2 separate regions of the Sus scrofa genome follow, and region 1 is linked to region 2. Evidence: chromatin contacts called from public Hi-C data. All regions are on one chromosome and are shown on one strand. Each heading gives the region's core, a stretch centred on a gene start, on an enhancer-like site or on the middle of the called end of the contact. The rest is flanking DNA. Distances are from core to core; before and after follow the strand shown. Region 1 overlaps NEK7 (serine/threonine-protein kinase Nek7). Region 2 holds the start of NEK7 (serine/threonine-protein kinase Nek7).

Region 1 (6,696 bases), core at 1,497-3,996, 100 kb before region 2:
AATGCCTGGTTGGCACATTTTCACACCTCAGTATACTTAATTTTACCAGTATGTCCTGTCTTTTAAATCTCCAGCTAACAAAAACAAAGCAAAAATAACAACAATAATAATACCTCAGAGACCCCCATCAGTCCAGTTAAGACTATAAATGGTCTTCATCTGAGATGACAGGTAGGTAGAGCTCTTTGTCACAAATTTGTAATGAGGTCACACGCTTACCATCAGAAAGGAGCTTCCTAAACCTCTCTATAATTACCATGCATTTTGATAAGACTACATTTTGCAGTGTTTTTTTTTTTTTTTCAAGAACCAAATGCACAGAGATTGGGTGATGGAAGAGACAGGATGCCTCTGAAAGTGTCACTGACAGTTCTAAGTGTGATTTTTCTTCTCTGTCAACCTTTCTATGGAAACATTTTTCTCCTAAAGGTATAAGAAGGTCTCAACAAACTCAACTGTACAAGTACTTGCTAGACACAATTTCCGGAATTACATAAATGTGCACAGTAGTTATGTATCAATTCGACTTTGGGTAATACTAATTTACAATGTGTGAGATCTTCACTCTTGGCACTTTGAACAATCTTGAGGTATCTTAAGTTGCTTTAGAAGATATAAGCAGGGAGTTCCTGTCATGGCTCAGTGGTTAACGAATCTGACTAGGATCCATGAGGATGTGGGTTCGATCCCTGGCCTCACTCAGTGGGTTGAGGATCCAGAGTTGGCATGAGCTGTGGTGTAGGTTGAGGACGTGGCTCAGATCTGGAGTGGCTGTGGTATAGGCTGGCAGCTGTAGCTCTGATTCAACCCCTAGCCTGGGAACTTCCTTATGCCATGTGTGTGGCCCTTAAAAAAAAAAAAAAAAAAAGAAAGAAAGAAAGATGTAAATAGGATAGGCCTGGCAGCCAGGAAAGGACTAGAAATATTTTCCAGCCAAGCTCTCTAGTCTTTTCCCTTTCCTGCAATGTTGGAAAAGCTGCTAAGAGAACATAGCTATTTCTATTACAATTTAATAGACTATCAATGTAATCTCTTTGTTCCCCAAAGTCAAAACTGTATAGGTTAATGATGGAAGTGAACAATATATTTTCTCTTATGACAGAAAATGTGAAATAGATAAAGATTTTTTTTTTTTTCTGAGCACTTAATCTTGGGGAGGGAAGAAAACATCATTCAGCAAACGAGAAAAATAAGCTCCCATAAACTCACAATGCTCTCCACCCCCCAAAAAAAATTGCCTTCTGAATGGTGGTACATCAACATCAAGGAAACTGGATTTTTTAAAAATCAATGAAAATATATGAATACATCAGAATTTCTACAATGAATGAGGCTTGCATTGCTGCCATGTGGATAATTCTTAAGAGAAGCTTCCATGTTCCTAAAACCGATGGCAAAATACCTGGAAATACTTAGGGTGTCTTGTCTGCTGCATGAGAGACAGAGAAGGGGAGACAACAAAGCAGAAAGTCAATCTTCAGGAAGACAGAAGGTCATGGAGATAAACAGGAACATTCGCCTCTTTAATGAGTTCTTTCTGGTTACGTTCAACCGGACAAGAACAAGATAGTGAGAAAGATATTTCAAGATTCTTGTAGGACGAGGAAAACAGCTGAACAATAATGAGACAGTAAAAATCTCTCCATAGAAATCGGAATGAAAAAACTGGGACAGGAAACTGTACCTCTTCTTTCCACTTAACTGCCTACAGGTACCAGAACCACTGCTCGGGGTGGTAAGTGGTTTATAAAAGGCAGCTTCCAGTCAATATTACCTTCAGATGTAAGCAGCCCAAAGTCCCCTGAAATTATCTTAATTTTTCCCAGGTCGATGCAGTTAAAAATGTATACACCACTTTTTCATTATGCTCAGAGAGTTACACAATGGTCATTATGATACATAATATTCAATGTATTACAATCCCTAAGTTCAGGAATTCCCAGGTGGTGCAGCGGGTTAAGGATCTGCTATTGTTGCTGCCGTGGCACAGGTTTGATCCCTGGTCTGGTAACTGCCACATGCTTCGGGTGCAGAAATCAATCAATCAATCAATCAACCAAACCCCTAAGTTCAATACTACTTCACTATGAAACATTTTAGTGAGCAAGTGGTATTGACTTGGTAACACTGTTTTTATACAAAGAAATGTATCTAACACACCTACACATACATACCTTATGGACAGAGATCTGTATGGTATCTGTATGTGCCTTCACACATGTGAAGGCACCTATGTGTATCATCTCCACACAGTACCATACGTGGTAACCTCAAGACTTCGGAATAATTCTACAGTCATATTGAAGACAGATGACTGCCTCATACAAGAGAGTCAGCAGGAGACAGACCGCATTTGGAATCACTGGCAATTCTCCCCGTGGCCTGGCTTGGGAGACGCCAGATGCTGAAATGCAGTGTCTGTACCCTGGTAAACCATAAATCAGAGTCAGCAAAGATAGATGGTGCTGCTGGGAAGATGTTATTGCTTTAAGGATCCAAAGGTCAAGAGAGTAAAAGACATTTCAAAGTGATTTTATGTCCAAGAGAGCCTCTAAATTTGGGTAAGTACAAATAAAAATATGCGTGCAGCAGTTGTTTAAAAAAAAAAAAAAAGAAATTACCAAGAAAGTGAACCTATTTGAAGGTATTCATTATCTCCAAAACCCTGCTGATGTTCTCGCTGACTTATCAAAGCCTGTGGTGAGCAGAATCCTGAGACATAACCTCAGCCCTCAACATTCTCAAGTCCTGGCACCACTCCCTCCCCATAGTGTGAGCTGGGCTGTGAGTGCAATGAACTCTCTCCCCATATTATGTTATCTTTGTGGCAGGAAGGATTTCGCAGATGTAATTACAGTTCTAAATCAGCTGCTTTTGAGTTAATCAACAGGGAGGTTATCCTAAGTGGGCCTGACCGAATCAGGTTAAACCCTTCAAAGACTCAGAGAGATTCAAAGCCAGAGACTCTCCTGCTGGCCCTAACAGGGCAAACTGCCAGGCCACAGAGAGGGCCACAGGCAGGGGACAGCAAGGCCTCAAGGACCCACGGGTGGCTTCCAGTTGACTACCAGGAAGACAGGAGGGACTTGAGTCACACAACCGCAAGGAACTGAATTCTCCCAACAACCGGGAACAGGGGAGAAAACCCTAAACCCCAGCTGGCACCCTGAGTTCAGTTTCTAAGACCTCCAGCAGAACCCCCTACCAGAGTGTGAGCTCACCAACTCAAAAACTGGGAGAGCATTAAGTTTGTGTTCTTTTAAGCTGCTAGGTTTGTGGTAATTAGCAATAAAAAAAAAACAAAGTTCATTCCTAAACACAGTAAACTTTTAAAACTCTGCCATTAAAGTCCAGGAAGGAGAGAATGACTTAGTCAAGAAGAATCAGTCTCCAGAGGGGCAGTAAGAAATGCTAAAATTTATATGGAGCCACAAGAGACCCCAAATAGCCAAAGCAATCCTGAGAAAGAAGAACAAAGCAGGAGGCATCACAGCTACCTTGTAAAGCAACAGTCATCAAAACAGTATGGTACATAAATCAATGAAATGGAATCAAGAGCCCAGAAAAAAACCCAATTATTAACAGTCAACTCATGTTTGACAAGGGTGCTAAGAATACTCAATGGAGAAAGATGGCCTCTTCAATAAATGGTGCTGAGAAAACCAGACATTCAATATAAAAGAACAAAACTAAATCTTTATCTTACATCACTCCCCAAATTTAACTTGAAATAAATTAAAGATTTAAATGAGAGACCTACAAATATAAAACTTCTAGAAGAAAACATAGGAAAATGCTCCTTGATGTGGGTCTTGGCACTGATGTTTTTGGATATGACACCCAAAGCTAGGCAATAAAATAAAAATTAAACAAGTATGACTACACCAAACTAAAGAGCTTCTGCATAGCAAAAGAACAACATGAAGAAAAAAAAAAAACCTTCACAATGTTTTAAAATAATGTTTATAAATAATATATCTGATGAGGGGTTAATATCCAAAGTATATAAAGAACTCATACAATTTAATAGCACAAAAAAAAAATCTCAAATAACCCAATTAATAAACAGGCAAAAGACCTGAGTAGACATTTTTCCAAAAAAGATACATGAATAATCAACAGGAACATGAAAAGAAGCTCAGCATCATTAGTGAAATAACCAAAGCTCCTGTTTGTATATTTCTGAGATTAGTCTATTATCGCCTCTGCACTGTCTCAACCACCAAATATGTTTCTTAGCCACAAAAAGTGAAATAAACAGGCACACTACAAAATGGAACATGCCCTGGTCCACTTTTGGTACAGTAAAGAGAATATATAGCATATATATCAGAATTTGATAAACTGTAATCCAATGTTTTGGAAGAGTCTTCTCCTTTAAAATTCTGATTACTGGGGAAGAAGGAAATATATGATGAAAAATTCTGGATTTCCTTTTATCCTAAAACTCGTCTGGGAAGTATTTCATCTGACCACAGCCTCAGGTATTCCTCTGTCACTAATTAGAGAAATACTGAATATTTCAACTATAAATTACTTAATTGTATTTGTCAGCCCGCTCTAAATCCATTAATTATTTACTTGTAAAAATCTTTGATGCAATGCTATCCAGAGGTTCATTTCTGGAATACAGACCAGGAGCTAAATTTCCTCTTCTACCCCAATTAAGCTGAAGAGTTGAGACAGTGAAACATACTGTTGTGATGCACAGCGATTTATAATATCACTCACTATAGAGAAATAAACCATGTTCCTTACAACTCAAGGATCTACTGCTGTCCTTTACAAAGCATTAAGTCACCATCTTGTTCCTTCATAAAACAAGTTCCCATGATTTTTTCGTCCTGTAGCCTCTTCTATAAAGAATGGCTTATAACAAAATTAGAGTGTTTAGAAAACACTTTTAGAATTTCTTAGGGCAACACCCCCCCTCCCAACCTTCCTGAATCAGGATGCTTTCTCCTGTCATGTCACCGTAGTGACTCCTGGTAGGAGCGCAGTAGTGTGAAACAGTGGGAACTGTGTGACATTAAGTCACCACCCACGCCGACTGGGGCCTCCTGGAAGAGGAGGGTGGCAGGGGTGAAGAAAGTTACTTTGATACATACACAGCTCCACTTATTTCCTGAGTGACTATCAGCCAGGTCCTCCCGAGGGAAAGAAGGCACTGTGGCTGCACTCGGCAGGGCTCTGGGTCACACGGGAAATCCAGACATCAGGAAAAGAATCCCACCAACAAATGCACAATCCCATTATGCAGCACGATGTCAGACGAGTGCATCAAAGGTACCCACAGCATAAAGCGGCCTGAGGTCAAAGGCGTCCTGAGAAAGCAAAGCCATGTGTGAGGGGAGGGCTGAGTCCCAGCCCAGCTGGGGGGCAGAGCTCTGGCGGTGGACCTGGGCCCCGAGCATGCGCGGATCACCTCTCTGTGCAGCGCTCAGCTGGGCACTGGGGACATTACTGGGGACGTGAGGACACCCACAAGCGAGGGCTCCTCCTGGGCCGAGGGCGTGCACTTTCTTAAATCTCTGCACACACCTTTACCTTAACAGGAAGCTCAGGAGGGTTTGCAAGCAGAGGGTTTGGTTTTGTTTTGTTTTCCTTCTCCCTTCTCCTCTCTCTTAGAAACGGATGCAGAAGCAGACTTGCGGGTAGGTCCTGGGAGCTGGGAGGTGAGTTAAAAAGCTCTGGGGGTTCCAGGGAAGAGATGGCAGCCCCTCCCACTGCAGGGAGAGAAAGGGACTGGCCTGGGTGGAAAGAAAGTAAGCAGAACACGCGACAGACTGAAAACGAGGAAAGGGACACAGGATGTCCAGGAAGAGCCCTGGTACCCGCAGCCCCACCTCAGGGTCTGGGCGGGCAGCGGAGAGGCCTCGGTGCCTCGAAGTGGGACGGGGCGGGGCGTCGGAGGCGCTCGGGTTCAAGCAGCTCTGCACTGAAGATGAGAACCTGCATCTCTTTAAGAGGCTGGACAGTAACTGAATCCACAGATACCAAGATCCACTGGGAAAAGAGTAGAAGGCAAAACACAAAAAAAGTCTTCTGAAACTTTCAAAACTCCACCATTAAAGGCCAAGAGAATGAGAATGAATGACTCAGTCAAGAAGAATCAGCTTGAGGGGCGGGGGCAGGAAGAAAACCGGGCCCTGTGGGACTCAGTCAGCAGCAAGGGAGTCCTTTAAGGAGGGGGGTGGGCAAAGCAGAGGCGAACGTGGCTGGAGATCCAGCAGAAGCAGACTGGGCAGGTCCATTGGGCCTACTGGCATAGGGCACTAAGGAGCCACGTCCTGGGGGTCTGAAGCGAGGCAGGAGTGAGTGACTGACTGTGGAGACAAACAGAACACCAGGGGCAGCGGCGGAAGGACAAGCCAGGCCAAGGCGGGGTGATGGGACTGAAATCGGTAGTGCCTCCATTACCTTATTTAGAGAAGCAAGAGCCCACCTCCAAACTCCTTCTGGTCCCTCTTTGATGCCATTTTTTTTCTCCGTGGTACCTAACAACTCTGCATCCTGCACTTGTCTATCCTTCTGTCTCCCCTCTGGAAGCTCATTCTTGGACAAAGCAACGGAGGAATGAAGGGGGTGGGGGTGTGCGAGTGCGTGCCTGTGCATCTAAGGTAACAGCAACCAAGCATGTTCAGATGATGACAAATGGGACAGAAGATGCCTGCAGGCCGGGGAGCAGATAATGAC
Region 2 (6,098 bases), core at 1,769-4,268:
TACACTTCAATAAATGCGCAAAGGTCAAGAAGAAAACATTTAAATGTCTGCAATAAACCCAAACTGACAATTGCAACCATCAGAAAGATGAAGGGAGAGGAGTCTGAGGTTAAATACTTCGGTCCACAAACTGCAACTGCACTCTGGTCGTGTCAAACTACAATACTGAGATTTATTATTCGGGTGTTAACACCGGGGCCTCAGCTCTCCCCTCCCCCACTCCTCTAGTCCGCTGCCATCATACCAGACGTGCTTTCCTCATTCTTGGAGTACGTGCTGTTTTATTGGGCTGGAAAAGAGCTCTTGAAATTGTCCAGCCAGGAAAATGTGTAAGTGGGAAGAGGAGTGGAGGGCGCTGCAGGTATGATCCAAATACATAAACCCGCAGGGGCACTTAAGAGCATGAAATGAGTCGGTCTGCACCCAAGGGACGGTCTTGACTTTCTTAATTACAAAAAAAAAATAATAATCACAGTGAAAGAGTCTCAAGTAACTGTAAAAACGATTAACGATTTGGATCCTGCTATTTCTTAGTTTTCATTTTCAGATAGTTTTAGAGAAAAACCCCCATCAGCCACACAGGTATCGAGTGAGCACAGAGGTTCGGCTGAACCTTGAAAGGAGAGGAGCACGAGGGGTCCGAGGGACCCGCCCCTCCATTTTATGTGTTTATCCCATAAGCTCCCCCTCATTTTATCTCACATGCTCCCCTCATTTTGCGTGTTCATCCCACAAGCCCCCCTCACTTTGCCCGCTTATCTCACAAGCCCACTCCTCACTTTACGTGTTGCTCTCACAAGCTCCCCGCTCACTGTGCGTGTTTATCTCACAAGACCCCCTCCTTATTCTGCCCATCCACCTCTCACCCACCCCAGCCCACTCCACCTCCAGAACCTCAGCACCCTCCCGCGAGCCCGGGGCGCCAGAGGAAGTGCCCGCCCCCCAGCAGGAGCCGTGCCGTCCTCGCCGCCCACTGGCTGTGGAGGCCGTCAGTCTTCGGGGGCGTGGCCTCCCGCTCGAGGGCGGTATCTCCAGCCGAGAGTCCCAGAGGGTCCCAGGCCGCTCCAGACCCTGGGAAAGCAACTAGCCCTTCACTAGGGGTGCCTTTGCCTTCTAATTTCGCGCCCTCCTCTCGCCGTCCCCATACAGTTTCTGCCCCTTTCACTCCTCCGAGAGGTAAAATTTTTCCAAGTTCCAACATCTCTCCCCCACTCCAGCAAACTCCGACCCGGTCCAAGGCCAAACTGGGGATGCTGCGGTTTTAAGGAGCGATGCAAGCTGTGGACTGGATCTTCTCGAGGGTAGCAAAGGATTCCTTCCTCTGGAAATGAAATCGCTTACGTTTTATGTTAACCATTTTGGGTGCACTGGCCTTCATCAAGTGTTACAGCCAAGAATACCTGGCATCTATTCGGCAAGAACTGCCACAAAGCATTACAGTTAAGTGTTATCTCTTGCTTCACCGTTTTCCGTGTTTGCTTGTCCCAAACGTACCACCAAGTTTTTGAGTGAAAGTACTATGCCATTCTTTGACCACACCCGCAGCAGCTCTTGCTCCTGAACGGAACAGACTGAACACAAGCACATCCTGTACTTTATTCTGTATTCTTTATTATGCGACCTGGCGAGACACTTTGCTGTATCCTGCAGAGAGTGTGCTTACTTTTTGAAACTGCAAATTCCTTGGAGGGATTAGAAACAGTGGTTGTAATTACGACAAGAACACAGAGCTCTACCAACTGTGGGTATTTGCTTGCTTCAACTGCATCCTTATGATCAATAGCCTCAAAGATGGGGAAAAACGATTTCATTTCTGCAATATATTTCTAACTTTCAGTTCCATCACCAACACTGCTTCAGGAAGAAAGCGTAGCTTACCGTAAAATAGGTATATTTTTAGTATCCATCCCTAACAAAGACTACAGCTGTGCGGGAACAAGATTCATCTGTTTAACACATCATCTCCCAAGGCCTACAGGGTAAAGGAAAGAGGTAACAGGGTTTCTTGGGACCTCACTGCAGCATCTCTCTTCTAGATCGTGTTTTCTTCCTGGCGCTGACCCGAGGCCATATGGTCTCCACACTTTTCTTTTTTCTTGACGCTCCCCTTCATCTCCCTGGCTTTGGCCTCAAGGTTCAAGTTTTTTCTTTTCCATTGCCACTATCACCACCCATGTTCACTATTGCCTTGCAAATCCTTCTCTCTGGCGTTTCCTAATCTTAACAGAGGCCCACTAAAGCTCCTTCTCCCAACAGGTCGGTTACACTCCCCGCACTTCTCAAACCCTGTCTGCAGGGCTCCCACCACCCACTTCTCCCCAGACCTTGGCTCTGCCCAGTCCGGCTCGACTGAAACCTGACATCTGGACACAACCAATCCGCGCCGAATAAGTAACCGAGGCGGCCAATGAGCGTGCGCCTGGAGGCGCGAGGCGGGACTTCGCCAAGTTCCTCGGGTCCTGAAACCGAGACCTGTTGCGCCGCCGCCGCCGCGGCCGCGGAGTTTCTTAGTTACCGTGGCGGCCTCAGCGGCCAGAGCCGTACTGCGCACGAGGCTCCCGCCGCCGCCCACGACCGGACCGAAGCCCCCACCGGCTCGGCCGCGCGCCCCGCAGAGCCCTCCTCCACCCCGGCGGGGTCCCCAGGCCGCAGTGCGCGGGCCCGACCTCCCTTCCCCGCCCGGCTCCCGCAGGCGACCCCACCGGGCGGGGCCCCGGCCGGCGCGCCCAAGACCCCAGCAGCGACTCACCAGGAAGAGGAGAGCTTTCCGTTCTCCCGCCCGCGAGGGACCCCGGGCGGCCGGGCGGCTCGGCCGGGCGGCGCCGCGGACAGGCCCGCTGGGCCGGGGGCTGTGGCTGCGAGGCCCGGAGCGCTGGCCACCTCCCGCCGCGCCGCCCCCGCGGACGCTGCAGGCGCGGGCACCCACCCTGCGCACGGCGAGGTGCGTCCTGAGCGCGAGCCTAGCGGCGGCCCATCCTCCCACGACTCCCGCTCCTCCTCCGCGGGCCGCCGCTGTCAGGAGTGTAAACATCCCGGCATCCCCGAGGAGGGGGCGGGGCACGCGCCAGCCACGCCCTTCCCTGGGCCCCGCCCCCCAGCCCGGCTCTGGCCGCCGCTGCGCTCCCGCTGCCCGCTGGCCTCTGCGGAATGAGCCCCCCGCTTCCCGGCTGGAGCCCAGGCGGCTCTGGGGGAGCCCCTCCTATCGTCTGGCCAGTGCCTTGCAGGGCGCGTCCAGCCCTATTCCCCTCTTTCGGGCCAACTTCCCTCCCAACTGGGGGTCTGTTGCTTTTTTGAAAACTATGTTTAAATGCCCCCTTCTGCAAGCAATGAGCGGAATTGGCAACCTCGCTTTCTCCTGGATCACAGCGTTTTGATTCCGTCTTTTCCTAGGCGGTGAAACTACGTCCGTGCTAAGAAAAACTTGCGTTAAAGTAAGAGACGCAGCCTAGAGGAGTAGCTTTTAGGGCCATTCTGAAAGGAGAGCTACCTGGTTTGGTCATAGGATTCTTGGGAGGGGGGCAGGAATTATATCCCAGAACTCTAGTACACCGCCCTGCAAAAGGAATGCTTCACTCTTTTAATATCCGGAGACGCGCTACCAGAGGACAGGGCTAGGAGGTAGTATGGAGTCAACCACACCTTGATTCTAATCTCAGTTTAGGGGTTATTTTTACATTCATCTCTCCCAAGCCTCAGTCCCTTTAGCTGTAAAAGGAGAACAGTAATAATACCTGTCTCTCAGACTATGCTAGCATCAAATTAGATAAAGCAAAATGCTTAAGGACAACATCCTTAAGTAAGTGCTTATTGAGTAGTTGCTGTTAGTCCTAGGTTCAGTTCACTAGTTTGGCTCTCCTGTCCAAGGGATGGGAGCCAAGAATGAGTAGATTATAGCTCAAATGCTTAAACTATTCAAGCTATGGAATTAAGATTTCAAAGGTTTATTTTCGAAAGACGATAATTCAAGATGTCAATAGCAGCTGTTGATTTCAGTGACTAATAAAGTATTCATAAATTTGCTAGGCACTGTTCTAAGGAACAAAGATAAAACAGGTACCAAGATACAAAGTCCCTGCTCTCATGAACCTCATATTGTAGAAAATAATAATGATAACAAGCCAATGAAGGCATATTATGTCAAATGGTGATTCACTCAAAAATAAAGCAGGGTATGAAGGGAGAGCCATGGGCGAGGTGACCAAATCCGACTTGGTTTTGTGGAGAATAACTCCGCTGTGGAGAACAGACCACAAGGTAGGAACTACTAAAACAGTTAAAAGACCATTGTAACAGCCAAGTAAAAGATATTGATGATTTCGACCGTGGTGCTAACAGCAGAGGTGGTAAGAACGGTCAGGTGCCAGATAGATTTCTAAGATACAGCCAATAGATTGAATATGGGGGTAAGAAAGTAGACAAGGATGAAACCAATGAAGTTGTCATTTGAACCAGGTCGCTCTGTCAGGTCACACCAAATCAAAAGCAGTCAAATAAGAACCATGTCACTTGAGTCCTACACAGGCACACCTGGCAGGAAAAATAACCAGATATTCCCAGGATAAAGACATTTCATCCCGGTTAAATTTTTTAACCAACTTTTGTACCACCTTTTAGAAATGCATATAGATCCAATCAATAAAACAGTGCTATTTCAATAAACTACAGATTTCTAAACAGACCAGATATTTCGTTGGTAGAAGGAAAACATATATCCCTTATGAACACTGACGGATAGGGAAATGGATCAAAATGCACTCTGGGAGTGCCCATTGTGGAAACAAATCCGACTAGTATCCATAAGGATGTGGGTTGAATCCCTGGCCTCATCACTGGGTTAGGGATCCTGCATTGCTGTGGCTGTGGCTGTGGCTGTGGTGTAGGCCAGCCACTGCAGCTCCAATTCGACCTCTAACCTGGGAACTTGTATATGCCAAGGGTGTGAACCTAAAAAGCAAAAAGCAAAAAAAAAAAAAAAGGCACGCAGGAAGCCCTCAGAGTACCCTATCAGTGGCTATGTGATGTCCAGAGTATTGAAATCATCCCTGTGTGTCCCGTTTCTTCACATTAAAAGATTACAGGAGTTCCTATCATGGTTCAGTGGAAACAAATCTGACTAGCAGCCATGAGGACACAGGTTCAATACCTGGCCTTGCTCAGTGGATTAAGGATCAGGAGTTTCCATGAGTTGTGATATAGTTGGAAGATAGCTCAGATCTGGCATTGCCATGGCTGTGGCCTAGGCTGGCAGCTGCAGCTGCCATTCGACCTCTAGCCTGGCAACCTCCATATGCTGCAGGTGCGTCCCTAGAAAAGACAAAAAGACAAAAAGATTACAAAGCTATAGCTAAATCATACACAGCATTGCAGAAGTCGTGAAGGCTGTCCAAATCCAATGCACTTTCTCTTAGGACATTTTTTTCATTGAAGTATAGTTGATTTACAACATTGTGTCTCTCTAGGGCTTTTCCTCTTTGCCTCCATGCTGATGGGGAAAGTTGTCCACCTGCCCTGGGCTCCTGACCTGGGTCAAGTGCTCTGGCCAAAAAGCGTCCTCTGGTCCAGGGGTCGTCAGAGAAGAATCCAGCTTTAACTGCTTTTCTGTTTATTCATCTCCCCACCAAGCTTGCTCCAAAAATGCTGGCTTGCTCCTTGAAATGCACTAATTATAGTTTTTGTACATGCTACTTGGTGTTTATACCTAATTACCATGCAATACATACCATTAACTATCAGATTAACTTCGCTGCAAGTGGTATTTGACGATGACACTTGCAGTTTACAAAAGTCAGCATGTTTTGTTATTCATATAGCTCTGCTGGCCCCACACAATTAAAAATACAAATTAGAGGTGGTGCTCATACTCAAAACCACTTTTGGACTGTAGATTAATCCAGGCCAGATGTCCCAGACCCAGTTCAGTGTCAGTGCAACTTCTCTGTCAGGAGAGAAGCTTGCTAGAAAGAAAAAATGTTTTCCTGATGAAGGATAATGAAGTCCTATTAAAAGGAATTCTCAGGCATTCCCATTGTGGCTCAGCAGTAATGAATCCAAAGAGTATCCATGAGGATGTGGGTTCGATCCCTGGCCTCACTCAGTGG

The links. A called contact is a pair of places that touch in the nucleus more often than the background predicts.
Region 1: a Hi-C map of skeletal muscle shows a contact between it and region 2, with 4 times the contacts expected there. The contact joins the enhancer-like site here to the promoter of NEK7 in region 2. A contact is called at or near these places in 1 of 5 promoter capture datasets (liver), 6 of 47 Hi-C or Micro-C datasets (alveolar macrophages, embryonic fibroblasts, heart right ventricle and 2 more) and 2 of 2 datasets of contacts at active chromatin or transcription factors (alveolar macrophages and skeletal muscle).

The regions. Positions count from the first base shown.
Region 1 is chr10:21,066,146-21,072,841 of Sscrofa11.1, reverse strand. All of the region lies in intron 5 of NEK7 (serine/threonine-protein kinase Nek7), which reads right to left. Among named protein-coding and RNA genes, the nearest start is that of NEK7, 100 kb to the right of the region's middle. Within about 2 kb of position 2,746, at least 8 of the 83 cell types and tissues checked have an H3K27ac peak or open chromatin away from gene starts, as enhancers often do. A contact at or near this core is called in skeletal muscle, where this site is marked.
Region 2 is chr10:20,963,580-20,969,677 of Sscrofa11.1, reverse strand. NEK7 (serine/threonine-protein kinase Nek7) reads right to left here and starts at 3,018. Exons shown (of 10, transcript XM_005667989.3): 1 at 2,750-3,018.